3 separate regions of the Mus musculus genome follow, and all the other regions are linked to region 1. A link is a contact called in public HiChIP or PLAC-seq data. All regions are on one chromosome and are shown on one strand. The core of a region is the stretch at or near the end of the contact, and the rest is flanking DNA. Distances in the headings are between cores, read along the strand shown. Region 1 holds the start of Oxsr1 (oxidative-stress responsive 1). Region 2 overlaps Xylb (xylulokinase homolog (H. influenzae)). Region 3 overlaps Oxsr1 (oxidative-stress responsive 1).

Evidence for each region. HiChIP or PLAC-seq counts read pairs in DNA pulled down with a chosen protein or histone mark.
Region 2: an H3K27ac HiChIP or PLAC-seq map of trophoblast stem cells shows a contact between it and region 1, with 23 read pairs. The contact joins the enhancer-like site here to the promoter of Oxsr1 in region 1. A contact is called at or near these places in 1 of 484 Hi-C or Micro-C datasets (rod photoreceptor), 5 of 115 datasets of contacts at active chromatin or transcription factors (bone marrow-derived macrophages, embryonic stem cells, epiblast stem cells and 1 more) and 3 of 9 other capture datasets (adipose tissue, liver and pancreatic islet).
Region 3: a contact with region 1 is called in an H3K27ac HiChIP or PLAC-seq map of embryonic stem cells, with 8 read pairs. The contact joins the enhancer-like site here to the promoter of Oxsr1 in region 1. A contact is called at or near these places in 6 of 39 promoter capture datasets (the 3T3-L1 cell line, 3T3-L1-derived adipocytes, liver and 2 more), 7 of 484 Hi-C or Micro-C datasets (B cells, CD8 T cells, Th1 cells and 4 more), 9 of 115 datasets of contacts at active chromatin or transcription factors (the HPC-7 cell line, the SCID.adh cell line, bone marrow-derived macrophages and 3 more) and 2 of 9 other capture datasets (adipose tissue and pancreatic islet).

Annotation. Positions count from the first base shown.
Region 1 is chr9:119,319,624-119,324,254 of GRCm38.p6, reverse strand. It overlaps Oxsr1 (oxidative-stress responsive 1), which reads left to right and starts at 1,828. Exons shown (of 18, transcript NM_133985.2): 1 at 1,828-2,250. The coding sequence starts at 2,181.
Region 2 is chr9:119,380,715-119,385,345 of GRCm38.p6, reverse strand. It overlaps Xylb (xylulokinase homolog (H. influenzae)), which reads right to left. Exons shown (of 19, transcript NM_001033209.3): 13 at 3,729-3,844; 14 at 3,019-3,092; 15 at 1,913-2,009. Among named protein-coding and RNA genes, the nearest start is that of Acvr2b, 19 kb to the left of the region's middle. Within about 2 kb of position 2,810, at least 10 of the 459 cell types and tissues checked have an H3K27ac peak or open chromatin away from gene starts, as enhancers often do. A contact at or near this core is called in trophoblast stem cells, where this site is marked.
Region 3 is chr9:119,269,291-119,273,921 of GRCm38.p6, reverse strand. It overlaps Oxsr1 (oxidative-stress responsive 1), which reads left to right. Exons shown (of 18, transcript NM_133985.2): 5 at 938-993. Among named protein-coding and RNA genes, the nearest start is that of Oxsr1, 51 kb to the left of the region's middle. Within about 2 kb of position 2,266, at least 25 of the 459 cell types and tissues checked have an H3K27ac peak or open chromatin away from gene starts, as enhancers often do. A contact at or near this core is called in Th1 cells, embryonic stem cells and trophoblast stem cells, where this site is marked.

The DNA of each region.
Region 1 (4,631 bases), core at 579-3,078:
CCTTCCTCATTAAAATCATGGTATTTTAACCTCGACTAGGCCACAGAAAGTCAGGGACAGGGGAAACAAAATGACCAGATTTATAGAGAAGGTTCCTGCTCTACCAATCCACTGAGGTACATGAATGAGGAGGTAAGCAAGAACACATTAATGAATGCACTATAATGTTATCTAATAATAATTAAGACCCAGTATCTTGAAATTTCACCATGAAACTGGTAGTTCCTTTTCTTGGGGGAAGGGGAAAGAAGGCAGTCCCAAATTCTAAGTTATATAATTTATTTTCATGGTAATGAAAGAAAATTGTAAAGTGTATCCGTGGTCCACAGAGCCCAACAATTCCAGATTATTTTTGGCTTATTGGTTTTCTATTGGTACACACCATGAAGAGTTCCAATCTGTCCCCACTTCCTCTCGATGTTACTTTTATTCTTCTTCCAGCAAGAAAAAGTTATCACACGCACTAAATGTGTCACAAGTAGTGGCTGCAACAAATTTCTTCCTTCCTTCCTTCCTTATTTTTTTTTTTAAAGATTTTATTTATTTTATATATATGAGTACACTGTAGCTGTATTTAGACATACCAAATGAGGGCATTGGATCCCATTTCAGATGGTTGTGAGCCACCATGTGGTTGCTGGGAATTGACCTCAGGACCTCTGGAAGAGCAGTCAGTGCTCTCAACCACTGAGCCATTTCTCCAGCCCTGAAACACATTTCTACAGCAAGACCTTGCACCTTTGCCGGGTCTGGAATATTCTGTCCTCCCATTTTCTGTTTGCTGAGATCCCCTTAGCACTGTAAGGTCTGGCCCAAATGGGACCTCTTCTTGAGATGTTCCATAAGTCCTATCAACCAGACGCGCTCATGGCCTTCCCACCGAAGAGCTCAGCAGTGCTGCTCAGCTGAACACTTTGTCCGCAGCGACCCTGTCCAGGTTGATGTTTTAATGTTTTGTTTCACCAAAGCGCGATCTTCTAAGGCCAAGAAAACGGAACTTATTTTTGTGAAGATGACAAAAGCCAGGGCCGGGGGCCTAGAGCTGACCCCTAAGTCGCGTGACAGAAACCACTGAACAGTCAAGGCGCTGCCTGGGCAGAGACAACTAACCTAGGTCCCAGGCAGGTGCTGTTTCTTTAGACCCGAAGCGGAGAAAAGACAGAAACCGCTTCCTCCCGGATCCTGGAGGCGGCGCTGAGTACTTCCGCCTTAGGAAAAAAAAAAATGTCATCACGGGCCGAGCTTCCGGCTCCACTCGGGAGCCCGCAAGACCTTTTATCCTAGTTGGCCTTCGTCCGCGCACCCCACCCGGCCGCTCCCTCGGGCTTCTCCACACCCCGGGGCGCGGTTTGCACGTCTCGAGGGTGTGACCGTGACGCCGTGACGTCACCTCAGCGAACCCGGTCCTGAAAGGTTTTGGCGCTCGGTAGGAACTGGGAGTCAAGTTCCCGGAGGCGGGACTAACATATGACTGATGTCCACACGCTCCAGTTGCCGTTCTCATGCTTTCTCAAACCAACCAATGAATGCAAAGCAGAGAGGGCAACGCCCCTCCCTCAGCTTCTAGAGGAAGCGCCGCTCCTTCGGTTTAGCACTCAGTGGCCGCCATGCTTGGTGTGGCTCCTCGTTCTGCGGCAGTTTGCTCTGTTTTGGCTTTCAGACGCCCTCAGTGAACTCCTCCACGAGCACTTCTGCTCTCTAACTATCGACTTCCACTCTTTCCGGCTTCCTTCTCGCTTGCCTCTTGTCCGGCCACACTCAAGATGGCGGCCGGGGGGCGGCGAGCCGCGGCCAGGCTTCCCCGGCGTGGTGACGTCAGCGCGCTGCGTGTCGGCAGGTGGAGGGAGAAGGGAAAGTTTGGCCCGTGCTTGGGGTTCGGGTGGAGGGCGGGACGGAGGGGCAGGGCTGGGTAGAAGCTTGTTTCGCGGTGCCGCGGAGGTTAAGGCCGGCTCGTGGGCTGGGCCGGGGACTGCGGGACGCGGAGCCGCGGGAGGCGAGGTCGGTCGCAGCCGCGCGTCTCCGCCTCGGGGCCGCGCTTGACCCGCGCGCCCCGGCGTTGTGCGCCCCAAGGCTGGGCCAAGCGGCGGGTTGGGGGCGGCGGCTGGGCGTGGGGAGGCGCGCGGCGAGGTGACCTGAGAGCCCGGAGCGTGAGGAGCACGGAGCCAGGCGCTGCAGCCGTCATGTCCGAGGACTCGAGCGCCCTGCCCTGGTCCATCAACAGGGACGACTACGAGCTGCAGGAGGTGATAGGTGAGAGCCGAGGGGCGACGCGCCGGGGTTCTGGGCCCGAGCCTTGCTGGGCACTGGTGCGAGCCGTGCGCCTAGGGTGGGGCTCCCTTCGGAGGGAGAAGCGTACCTGAGACAGATGCGTCCTGTGCAGAAGAGCCATGTGGATGGGCGGCAGGCCTGGCTCAGGGGGCACTAGGGTCCGTGGGCAGAGCCGCGTGGCTCTGGGATTGTGGGGTCTGTGCACTTGAGTCCATCCCTGCATCCACGCGACGATGCACTATTTCGCAGGTGTGAGGCTGAGGGCAGCTCCAGGTACCGGTGCTGAGCAGGTTAGACCCGCCTCTAGCTCTTTACAACTGACTTCTCAGATCCCGGAGGCAGACGTCAACTACATAGAAAGAATGGGAAAAGCGGTAACAGGTCTCAGTAGGTGGCCGGAAGGAACCGGGCAAGATGTTATAAGGAGTGGTTTGAACAAGTTACGTGATTTCAAGGAAAAGTTGAGCCCTCAAAGCGAGTCGGAGGAAGATCGCCTTTCCCCCTCCATTGAGGAATAAGAAAATACTTAGACTCTGAGGAGAGAGAGAGTGCTTGATAAGTTGAGGGACCAGAAAGAGGGCACACATTAGTCTCAGGGACCTTTAAAGCTATGGTAAAGATTTGGAGTTTCAAGTTGTCCTTGGAGGGCTTCAACTAGGGACCATGGCTCGCTCCATAAATCTGGCTATTATGTGTGAAGTGGCCCTGAATAAGATCCGAGAATACCAGTTGGTCGACAGCAAGCATGGATTGTTACTCTCAGAGGTGCAGCGTGCTTGAGGAGGTTAAGCGGCTAGGGATGAGGGAGAGTTTGTAGCCCAGCAGTAATGCAGTGGCCATAGAAATCGAAGGGAAATGGGTTTAGCAAAACAAAGGCTTAATCAGCAGACCACTGTTTGTTGGAAGAAGTCTGTCTACACTGATAGCATTCTACCTTAAAATTAGCTTTACAATAGAGACCTGCCAAAAATCCCAGAGCTTCCTTAAAGGTGCCAGTGTTTATTTCTCGGTGTTAAGGAGAGCAAAAACAAAAAGCCACCAAATTTCGTTGTAGGTCTCTGTGTGGCTCTGTGTAGGTTTATGTGCTCGTGTAAAGGCTAGCTTTTCACGTTCTTTTTTTGTTTGTTTCTTAGCTTTTTTTGGGGGGGGGGTGGAGGGGGAGGAGAAGGATAGGGTTTCTCTGTGTAGCCCTGGCTGTCCTGGAACTCACTTTGTAGACCAAGCTGGCCTTGAACTCAGAAATCCGCCTGCCTCTGCCTCCCAAATGCTGGAATCAAAGGCGTGCGGTGCGCCACCACACCCGGCTTTCCCTTGCTTTTTGATGAGTCTCTTTAGTTGATCCGGAACTTACCTTTTGACTAGATTCCTAAGACGCCTGAGTCCTCCTGTCTCTGCCTGGAAGCACTTGGATTTCAGGCTCTTTCTAGGATCCCTGGGCCTCCCACTTCACATGGGGGCTGGGGATCCAAACTCAGGTTGCTAGTGTTCACTCAGCACACATTCTACACTGAGCTATCTCCCCAGCCCCCTCCTCCCCCCCCCCCCCGTTTTTTTTTTTTTTTTTAAAGGCAGGTCTCTGGTTGCTCAACTTGGCATCAGATTTGCTGTGTAGGTAAGATGGTTGCCATTTCTCTACATTTCAGCTTTATGCTTTCTCTGCCAAGCCTGATGACCTGAGTTCCATTCCTGGGACACTAGCGGAAGAAGGAGAAGCTTATATCCCCCCCAACCCCCAAGTGCAATGAAACATAAAAGATGCTTCATCTTTAAGTCACTTCATAGGTCTGTCCTTGCTGCATATTGGGTCTTTGACTGGTTGAACTAGGCATGTCTCTGTTTTTGTAAAGACGCTCTTGATTGGTTGTTTCTTGGGAACTTACTTTCATAATGAAGAGAGAGTTTAAATGGGAGACTCCAGAGTGATGTCAGAAAAATAAAGAAAGGGGATTCTGTTATTCTGGAAGAGTAACATTGTTCTTCCCTTCTGGTGGGGTGTGCATCCCTTCTGGTTGTCTACAGCTAGAGGACTGGTTATAGTTATCATCCCTGATGCTTCTGCTCTTCAGCTACAAACTCTGAGAGCTGCAAGGGCTGTGGAGATGGAGTGACACTAAGTTTGCCCAATGATAACTATAGAACAGGATGTCTTAGTGGGCAGTACAGAGGGAGTCTGGTAGTTCTGAGAGTAGATTCACACCCCACTCATAGAGTGGTCCATGGTTCGTCACAGGTTAAGAATGCCAGTGTGATTGGGTCACCTTTTACAAAACAACCTGCCAGCTGGAGAGATGGCTTAGAAGTTAAGAGCATTTACTACTCTTTTAGAGGACCTGAGTTTGGTTCCTAGCACCAATATCAGGGGC
Region 2 (4,631 bases), core at 1,561-4,060, 60 kb before region 1:
TCTGGGTTTGCACTTGAGAGGTGGGATCTGAACTCTTAGTCTTCTCTAAATGTAGCAGGCATTTTAGCCACTGAGCCATCTCTCCTCTATCACCCTTTGACAAGGATTGAGATAGGATTTCATCTAGCCTAGGCTAGCCCCAAACTGTCTTTGTTGTAGGTAGATGACCTAGAACTCCTGACCTAGCTGAGTTCACAAGTATCTGCAACCATGCTCAACCCAGACCAACAACATTCTTTTTTACACTTATTTGTTTGTTTATTTATTTATTTATGCATGGGTATCTATTCTTGAAATCCCCTTTTGATTCTTAGGCAGTATTAAAACTAAATGTGCTGATGACTGACCAAGAACAAACTGATCCACCCCAACAGCCTGGAGAAGCACAGACGAGCACCTCCATGGGTGCATCTTTGCGCGTGTAGGCATGTGAATCGAGGAGAGCCTGTTTGAGAGTGGGAGATGCACACCCAGCAGGCATGAGGTCCTGGGTCCATCGCCAAAATTATGGGGGAAAAAAAACAACCAACAAAACAGGAGCTAGAGAAATGGCTCAGTGATCAGGAGCACTGGCTGCTCTCCCAGAGGACCCTGGGTTTGATGCCCAGCACCTTCATGGCCACTCACAACTGGAAATTCCAGTTCCAGGGGCTTCAATGCCCACTTCTGGCCTCGGCAGGTACCAGGCACACAAGTGGTGCATAGACATCTGTGCAGTTAAAGCGTTCATACAGAATTAAATGAAAATTTTAAAATGAAAAATAAAAATAATAATGATAAATCTGCTGAGAGACACTTGGTGGCAAGTGTTCAAATCTCAAAGCTCACATGGTAGAAAGAGTGAAACGGACTCCATTCTCATGCTGACTGTGTGCCTGTCCCCATCCACAAATTATAAACATACTAAGAAATAAAAAGGGAACACCCACTAAAACCCAGGGGTCTTGTTGGTCTTGTTTGAGAGGAACCTAGCAGGGTTTACAAAGCAGGATTGATTCTTGTTTTTTAAAGATTTTATATGTATACTGTAACTGTCTTCAGACACACCAGAAGATGGCATCAGATCCCATTACAGATGGACAGATGGTTGTGAGCCACCATGTGGCTTCTGGGAATTGAACTCAGGACCTCTGGAAGAGCAGTCCAGTGCTCTTAACTACTGAGCCATCTCTCCAGACCGAGTCTTGCTTTTTAACAGCAAGTTAAAAGAGGGTAAGTATCTTTATGGTCTAAAGGAATTGCTTATTAAGTATCACATATGGTCCTCACGTGCCTTCTCCACTCTAGGCTGCTGGGGTGGCCCCTCCACACCTAAATGTCCATTATTGATGGTCCAAAGACCCCTGCTAGGCACTCAGAACCAACTTCTCTGCCCTGCTTACACAATCTTGTTTCTTAGAAAATTCTGGGGGCTTCAGAGACCTTCTGGATTTAAAAAAATACAATCTGCCAAATGATGTTGGCTTGCTTTTAATCCCAGCATGTGAGGAAGAGGCAGAGGCAGGCAGCAATTCTCTAAGTTCAAGGCCATCTTGGTCTACAGAATGAGTTCTAGGACACCCAGGGCTATATTGAGAAACCCTGTCTCAAAAAACTAAGTTTTAGGATGTTTATCTGTAGCTAGCACACAGCTGTGGGCACAAGAAGACCTCTCCTAATGTCTACAGTCCATGACCTAGCGATCAGTTTAACAGTGACAGAACTGAGAAGCAGATCGCCCTGCCTCTACATCTATACCTGCTCTCTAAGGCACCTCAGTTGCTTTCTCACCCCACCCAGAACCAAGTCCACCCACCATCTCACTACAGCATCTTATAATGTAAGACCTGAATAGACACTCTCTGAGCCCCACCCCCACCTCCCCGGAAGCCCCACATGACCCCAGGACATGTCCAGCTGGTCCCTTACTTACTGACTCTGTAGCCTAGGCCTTCTGCATGAATCCTCTTGGCCATGAATTGTCCTTCAATCAGTGCTCGGATCTCCACATCCCCAGGGAATGCTGAAACCTGTCCCCAGAAAATAGGCACAGCGTGAGGGACTCTGTGTGTGTGTATGTGTGTGTGCACATGTGTGCATGTGTGTAAAATAGGTACAGTGTGAGGGACTCTGGGTGTCCATGTGTGTGTGTGTGTGTGTGTGTGTGTGTGTGTGTGTGTGTGTGTAAAATAGGTATAGTGTGAGGGACTGAGTGTCCAAGTCTATGTTTGTGCATATGTGTGTAAAAGGGTCACACGGAAATGAGAGAAACACAGCTTCTAGCCAAGAAGGTCTGGGTTCGAGCCTCCTCCACCACCTATGTGCTTGTGACTTTGGGCAGGCCATGAAGGCTAAGCCTCCACTTTCACATCTGTAAAAAGGGCTATCAGTGCCTACATCACAGAGTTGAAAGTGAAATCACAAGCATGATGCCTGGAACCCAGGGCTCCTCAAGCAAATGTCACTGTCTCTCTAAAGGGCCTTTTCCACTAGGAAGAAATTCCTGCCTTCAGGACCCAAGAGCTGCAGTGCAGTGGAAGATCCGGTTACCAAGGAAACGTCCTGCAACAAACAGCAGTCGGGAACTGTCAGGAGCTTACAGAGCACTGTGGTTGCTTGCATTCTTCCTTGGGGGAGGGGCAGGACCTGTCTAAGCCCCTCCTGAGACCCCAACTCTAGAATGCACCCGAGCACACCTGTAGATGAGCAGGCGATGCACCCCTAAAAGCTTGTTACACAGGGCTCAACGCCAGAGTCAATGCATGCAGCTCTAAAGCCTGCAGCGTACGTGCCTGAGGCTGGGAAGTCAGCTGCTGGTTAGAGTGCTTTCCGGGTAGCAAGAGGACCTGAGTCTGGAGCCTCCTACGGTGGAGCTGGAGAATCCCCTGAGGAAGCTCTGGCTTTGACTGAGAGAACCTGTCCCAATGAATACGGCCAAAGAACAGCCCAGGAAGACTCCACGCACACCGGCAACACACATGTAAACACACACACACACACACACACACACACACACACACACGAAAAAGACACAAGTACCTCCATGTTTTCCGCATTAAACCTATGACGCCCAATAATTTCAGGGGTGATCTCCATTACATCGAAATAAAAACCTGAAGCAAAAGCAGAAAGGGATTATAGCTGTCGCCACCTCAGAGCCAAAAAAATACAGTTTCTCAAAAAACTTCCAAAAAGATGAAGCAAAAGTTATGTCATCTGTGCCTCAGTCTCCTCCCGCCCCCCAGAGGAGCCCTGTGATATCCTGCGACCTTTCTCTCACGGGACAGAGGGGACTGGAAAGGCCCGGGCTGTTCTGAGGCAACCTCTCTTATTCCACTTGGCAGCTCAGCTGAAGAACAGCTGTCTCACTAACCCTGAGCACCAGGTGAGGGATGCTAGGAGAGACATGTCCCTTCCTTCCTCAGGACATAGCCTGCTGCTGCCTTCTGTCTGGGGCAGACACCTGCATACTGAGAAGGAGCGGGCCACGGGAGATCCTGTGGCAAACCACCTCTGATGCCATCTCCAGGGATATTCAAGGGGACGAAGATATAACTCGAGTCTGACCTTTCACTGGAGGTTTAGGGAGCAGCAGCCAAGGGTAACCACGTGAGTGCACCCTCAGAACCTGGGGACCCACACCAGCTCATGAGAACACATGTGGAGACAGAAAGCACCCCTCCCAGCTTCTACACACCCCAACTCATGGTGCTCCGAGCCTTGCTGCCCTGTCCACAGGCCCAGCCTACCCAAGTTTCCGTTGTTCCCCATCGCCGTGGACTTCAGGGCCTTAGAGAACTTGTTCCAGGAACAGGAGGCCGACTCATCTCGGATCTTCTCTCTCATGAGGGAGCCGTTTTTAAAGCTGCAGAAACAGACACAGTATGAGCCCTGGGCTCCCAGGTTTGGTGATGTTAGGTTGGAATCCAGGTGCCCCCCCCCCCCCATGCTAGGCAAGGATTTTCTCCCAGACTGGACACAGGGTTGTTGAAAGAGTCCCAGGCAGAAGGTCTCCAGGTCAGGCTAGACCACAACCCATGGGAGGGGCATAACAGGCAGCCCAAATCTCAAGTATTTTAGTGTCTCCTTTGGTTTCATGGACATCCTGGAAGGTACTAGACTCACGCTTATCTTGGGATATGTTTATGCTGGCCACTGCACAGAGGGACCCACACAGGGCTCTCTATACCTTGCTTCTGCTCTTCAATAGCGCTGGGTACTAGCCCAACTAGACCTGAATATTCTCCAGTAGTTCTAGATGCTTACAGCTCAAAAGCCTTCTGAGCCAAGTTGCTTCCAACAGGTACCAAAGGCCTGTGACCAGGACATGGAGCATGCAGCTGCTGTAAGAACTCTCGGAAGCAAGCTGTCCCCAGATCATTTGCTGAGGGTCAATTTAAACATGTAGGTCAGAGCGCCACGAAGCACACGCCTTACTTACAAAACCAGTGCCATCCAGGACAGCATTGGAGGTGGAGTTTGCACCTAAGCTTGGGGGCCTATAGGTCTTTGGCTCTTCCCCAGATGGTTCTGCTGTCAAGCAAAAACTCATGTGTCCTGTGGCCTTAGCTGCCCACGAGGCAATTTCGTAGGAAGAGCTTGGGGGTGTCTGGTTGTGCCTGGTCTGTGTGCACTTTCTTTCCCCAGCCCAG
Region 3 (4,631 bases), core at 1,017-3,516, 51 kb after region 1:
GTGCAGTCACAGGTGTATGTCAGGGGTGGGTCTGAACCCTGTCACAAGTTCCTGAGCAAAGATGGCTTTTAACCAACCACCAGAAATTCCTCTGCAGTCCGGCTCGAGCTCATTTCTGCCTGAGAGCTAGCACTGTGGGCTTTAGTTCATGATGTCTTACTTGTGTTCACTAATTTTAACAAAAGTACTATATTGATGTAAGATGTTAATGAGATACTAAGCTTAAGATCTTAAACTTTCTTTTCAATTTTTATGTAAAGCATTTAAAAACATCTTATTAAATTACAGTGCTCTGGTCTAAAGAAGATCACTTTTTGCCATTCTGATTCCTTTGAGAAGTATTTTATGTCAATATACACATTTGTGAATATATGTATGTTTATATGTGTGTGTGTATATATACATGTGTAACTATATATGTATGTATATTCCTATTCTGTTGTTTAAGCAAAAAAAGAAAAGTTAGATTATATGAAGCTTGCCCCTTCTTCAGAATATATTTAAAGTGCACCCCTATCCCCGTGTGTTTGGGTTGTTGAGGCAGGAGGATCATGGGATAGAGACCAGCGTGAGCTATATAGCAAAACTTCCAAACAAACAACTGAGAGTTGAGGAACTGGGAAGAGAATGACTCACCGTTTGTGTGTTTCAGCAGTAAGGATTGGGGTGAGATGAGTTGCTTTCTTTGGTCAGTAGCTGGCATCCCAGTCAGTATTTAGTGAGCTTTACTTTCCTAGATTGTCTAAATGTTATGTTCCTTCTTATAATTTTATGTTTGGATTATAATATAAATGGCTAAAATTTAAAAAAAAGTATTGGTTTAATACTCTTTAATATAAAACAGTATTTAAATACTGCAAATGTATTGTAAATAAACAGTTGCTTAAATTTTGCCATTCTAAAGAACAAATGTTTGATGGTGTTTTTTTCTTTGAAGAGATGTGAAAGCTGGAAACATTCTTCTAGGAGAAGACGGCTCTGTGCAGATTGCAGGTAATGATGAACAGGGCCGCCGTGTTTTTCTGGTTTGTGTGAGTGTGTGTACCCGACTGTGTGTGCGTCCACCTGTGTGACTCTGTGTGCGTGCATGTGTGTGTGCACGGGAATGTGAGTGTGTGTTTGTGTGTATGTCACATGATGCATGCATATGCTTTCACCTTTGCTTCAGAGCATCCTGAGCATTGAGCATTCATTACGTGTAGCTCCCATGCCTGCCTAACATCTGTGTGGGTGCTGGGGATTCGGACCTAGATCCTCATGCTTGTGTAGAAAGGATCTTACCCACTGAGCCCCCATCCCAGTTCACAGTACTTCGTTTTATTTTGATATAATAGCCAGCAGAACCACCTTATTTGTTTTTTATGTTTTCTTAGTATCTGATGATCCTGTTCTTAGGACATCTTTCTATGTAAGCACCCTCTAAAGATGGCCTCTATCTCACCTAGGTATTTCACTGGGCATCACTCATTGCTCCCTATTATTTTCCCACTCCTCATCTTCATTAGGTGTAGGATCTTCTGATAGGGTTCTGTCTCAGAGCAGCCCGTGCTTATTTAAAGGAGAAACAGTTATCACCTCAGATGAGAGGTGATACAAAGTGATGGCTGGTTTTAATTGTCAACTTACTCACTCTAGAGCCTGGGACAGAAGTCTCCATAAGCAGATCAGGCTTTTGTCAAAAGAGACACTTTTTCACTGAAGACAAGATGCAGAGTAGGGTAATTCCAGCATTAATATACGTGCAACGGCATGTGTCTGACCCTGACTGGAGGAGAGAGCAGATCAGGCTGGCCTATGTGATGTGTTTATAAAAAGATAAAGAGAAGGGGCATACCTTCTATGGTTCTATGGAGGTGTGGTCAGATGTGGGGGAGGGGTGCCTTCGCTGGCTGTCCTGAGGCATCCCTTCCCCCCGAGGGACCAGCCACACAATGGTATAATATAGAGTAGAGTTTATTCAGGGGTGGGGAGAGTAGTAGAGGCAGAGAGAGATGTGGGGCGGGAGGGGAGGAGAAGAGGAGAAGCAGCAGGTCATGAGCATGGGGAGAGAGAGGGTAAGGGAAGAACAAGAGCAAGAGAGAGCAAGAGAGCAGCACAGCAAGGAGGGGCGAGCAGCCCCTTTTACAGTGGGTCAGGCCTACCTGGCTGTTCCCAGTTAACTGTGGGGTGGAGCTTAGACACAATGCTAACACTATGGGCGTGTGTGGGGTATTCTGAATTAGGTTAATTGAACTGGGCTGACTCACCATGAATGTGGGTGTCACCATTTTATGTGCTAGCTGCTGTGCTGTGAATGAAAGGAGAGTCAGCTGAGTACCAGCGTGAACACATACATCGGTGGCTTGCTGGTCTTGGCTGGAAACACAGTGTGAGCAGCTCTTTCAGGTTCCTGTCACCTTGACTCTTAAATATGAGTGAGCTGTATAACCTAGAATCATGAGTCAGGAAAACTCCTGTCCCCTTGAGTGGCTTTTTAAAGTCACAGCACTAGGAAGGGATAACCCAAGGGTGCCATGGAGTCTCTGCCTTTTAGGGAGCACAGTTCTGGTAGTCTTAGAGCTTAGGGGGAGACTGGAAGTCATGTCTTCCCACAGTTCTGATAGTCTTAGAGCTTAGGGAAGACTGGACGTCATGTCTTCCCACAGTTCTGGTAGTCTTAGAGCTTAGGGGAGACTGGAAGTCATGTCTTCCCACAGATGGCTGTTTTGACTGAACAGTCTCCTTCTGTTTGCTCTCAGACTGCTACCATAATCAAGTGAATCAGGATAATATATTCAGTTTTTAAAAGAAAATTTAGGCGAGTACCTTTAAATCCTGAAGTAAGGTAATAATTTTATCCAACATAAAGTTGATTCCTTTACCATTAACTCTCTTTTTGTCAAAAGAGACACTTTTTCACTAAAGACAAGACGCAGAGTAGGGTAATTCCAGCATTAATATACGTTCAATGGCATGTGTCTGACCCTGACTGGAGGAGAAAGCAGAGGCTTTCAGGGGCTCACCAGCTAGCTAGTCTATCCCAAACCACAAGCTCAAGGCGTAGTGAGAGGCTGTCTCTCAAAAATGAGATGGACACACACACACACACACACACACACACACACACACACACACAAATGAACATAGTGATTGAGGACTACAACCAGTATCACAAACATGCACAGGTGAGCGCCCTTCCATGTACACACATACATGTACTATCAATGGGAGAGATGCAGAGCAAAGGCGTGTAAGGCACTGAACATAAAGCACTTACTAAATGCCAAGTGACTGCCTTCACCACAACACCCAACAGAACCAATTGACGGTGCAGAGCAAGAGCACAGCATCTTAGCTGGTGGTAGAAGCAAGTCTGAGTCTCTGGTGGCTTCATTGAAGTTGAGGATGTGCACATGCAGAGCTATGGCTTCTACTGTGTAGACTGGAGAAAGTCATCCTCACGTGGGCGCCAGCCATCTCAGTCCGGAGTTCAGACATTCCTGATGCCGTTTACAGGTAGACGGTAGACAGAAATTGTGGTTGGTTTTCACACCAGCATACCACATGATGAAAAGTAATACAACTCTGTTACCTAAAAAGCAATGAGGAATTATGAAGTTATGATATGGGAAGGTGTGCTGAACATGAGGACCTTTGTCTAGCTGTGTGTCCAGTGAGCAGAGCTCTGCTGCTCGTGTCCCGTACCCACTCTTTAACTAACTCACAGCAATTTTATTTCTTTTTTTGTTGTGTTGTAATGGAAAATATACCAGTGTTAACCATTCTTAAGTGTAAGTTTTGTGGCTATAAGAGATAGTGTATACCTAAAAATACAACCCACAGATTCACATACATCACATTTTTTACACATTGATATATCAGTGAATTGTCAAATTGTATATCTTTTTGTCTATGTTGAAAAATGTTGTTATAAATTGTGCATAACTGTCTCAGCTCCTGTTTCTGTCCTTTCTTCTTCCCCCTTCCTTCTCCCCTCTCTCCCTTCTCCCCTTTTACTTCTCTCTTACTGTGTATAGCCCAGGCTAGCTTGAACTTCTGACTCCCCCATCTTCTGTGCTAGGACTGTAGCCATGTGTTACCATGCCTGGCTTATTTTCTTCTGGGTATATCTTCTTAGAATTGGTGGATCATATGATGATTTTACATTAACCTTTTTATAAAGAAATATTGTCCTATGTCATATAATCATTGTATTTTCATTTGTATCTGCAATTCATAAGGATTTCAGTTTCTCAACATCTATAACAAAACTAACTTTCTAGCTTTAAAATTTTTTTTAAGACAGTGGTTTGTTTGTTTGTTTTTTCTTTTTTCTTTTTTATATATAGCTAACCCAAGCTAGCCTGGAACTCACTATATAGACAAGGGTAGTCTGAGACTCATAGAGATCAGCTTGCCACTGCTGGAATTAAAGCTATATGCCACCATGTCTAGTTGCTAGGGTTTTTTGTCATCTAATTTATGTCTATCTTATGGTTTTGCCCTGTTCTTTTAAATGTGTTGTTTGTTGCTGTTTCATTGTAGACTTTTTCCCCCACCTCCTCCCCACCCCCTTTAAAGACAGAATCTCGCTTTGTAGCCTGTATTGGCTTCTGACTCTTTAGCACTGTAATGTAATGTAGTGATTCTTT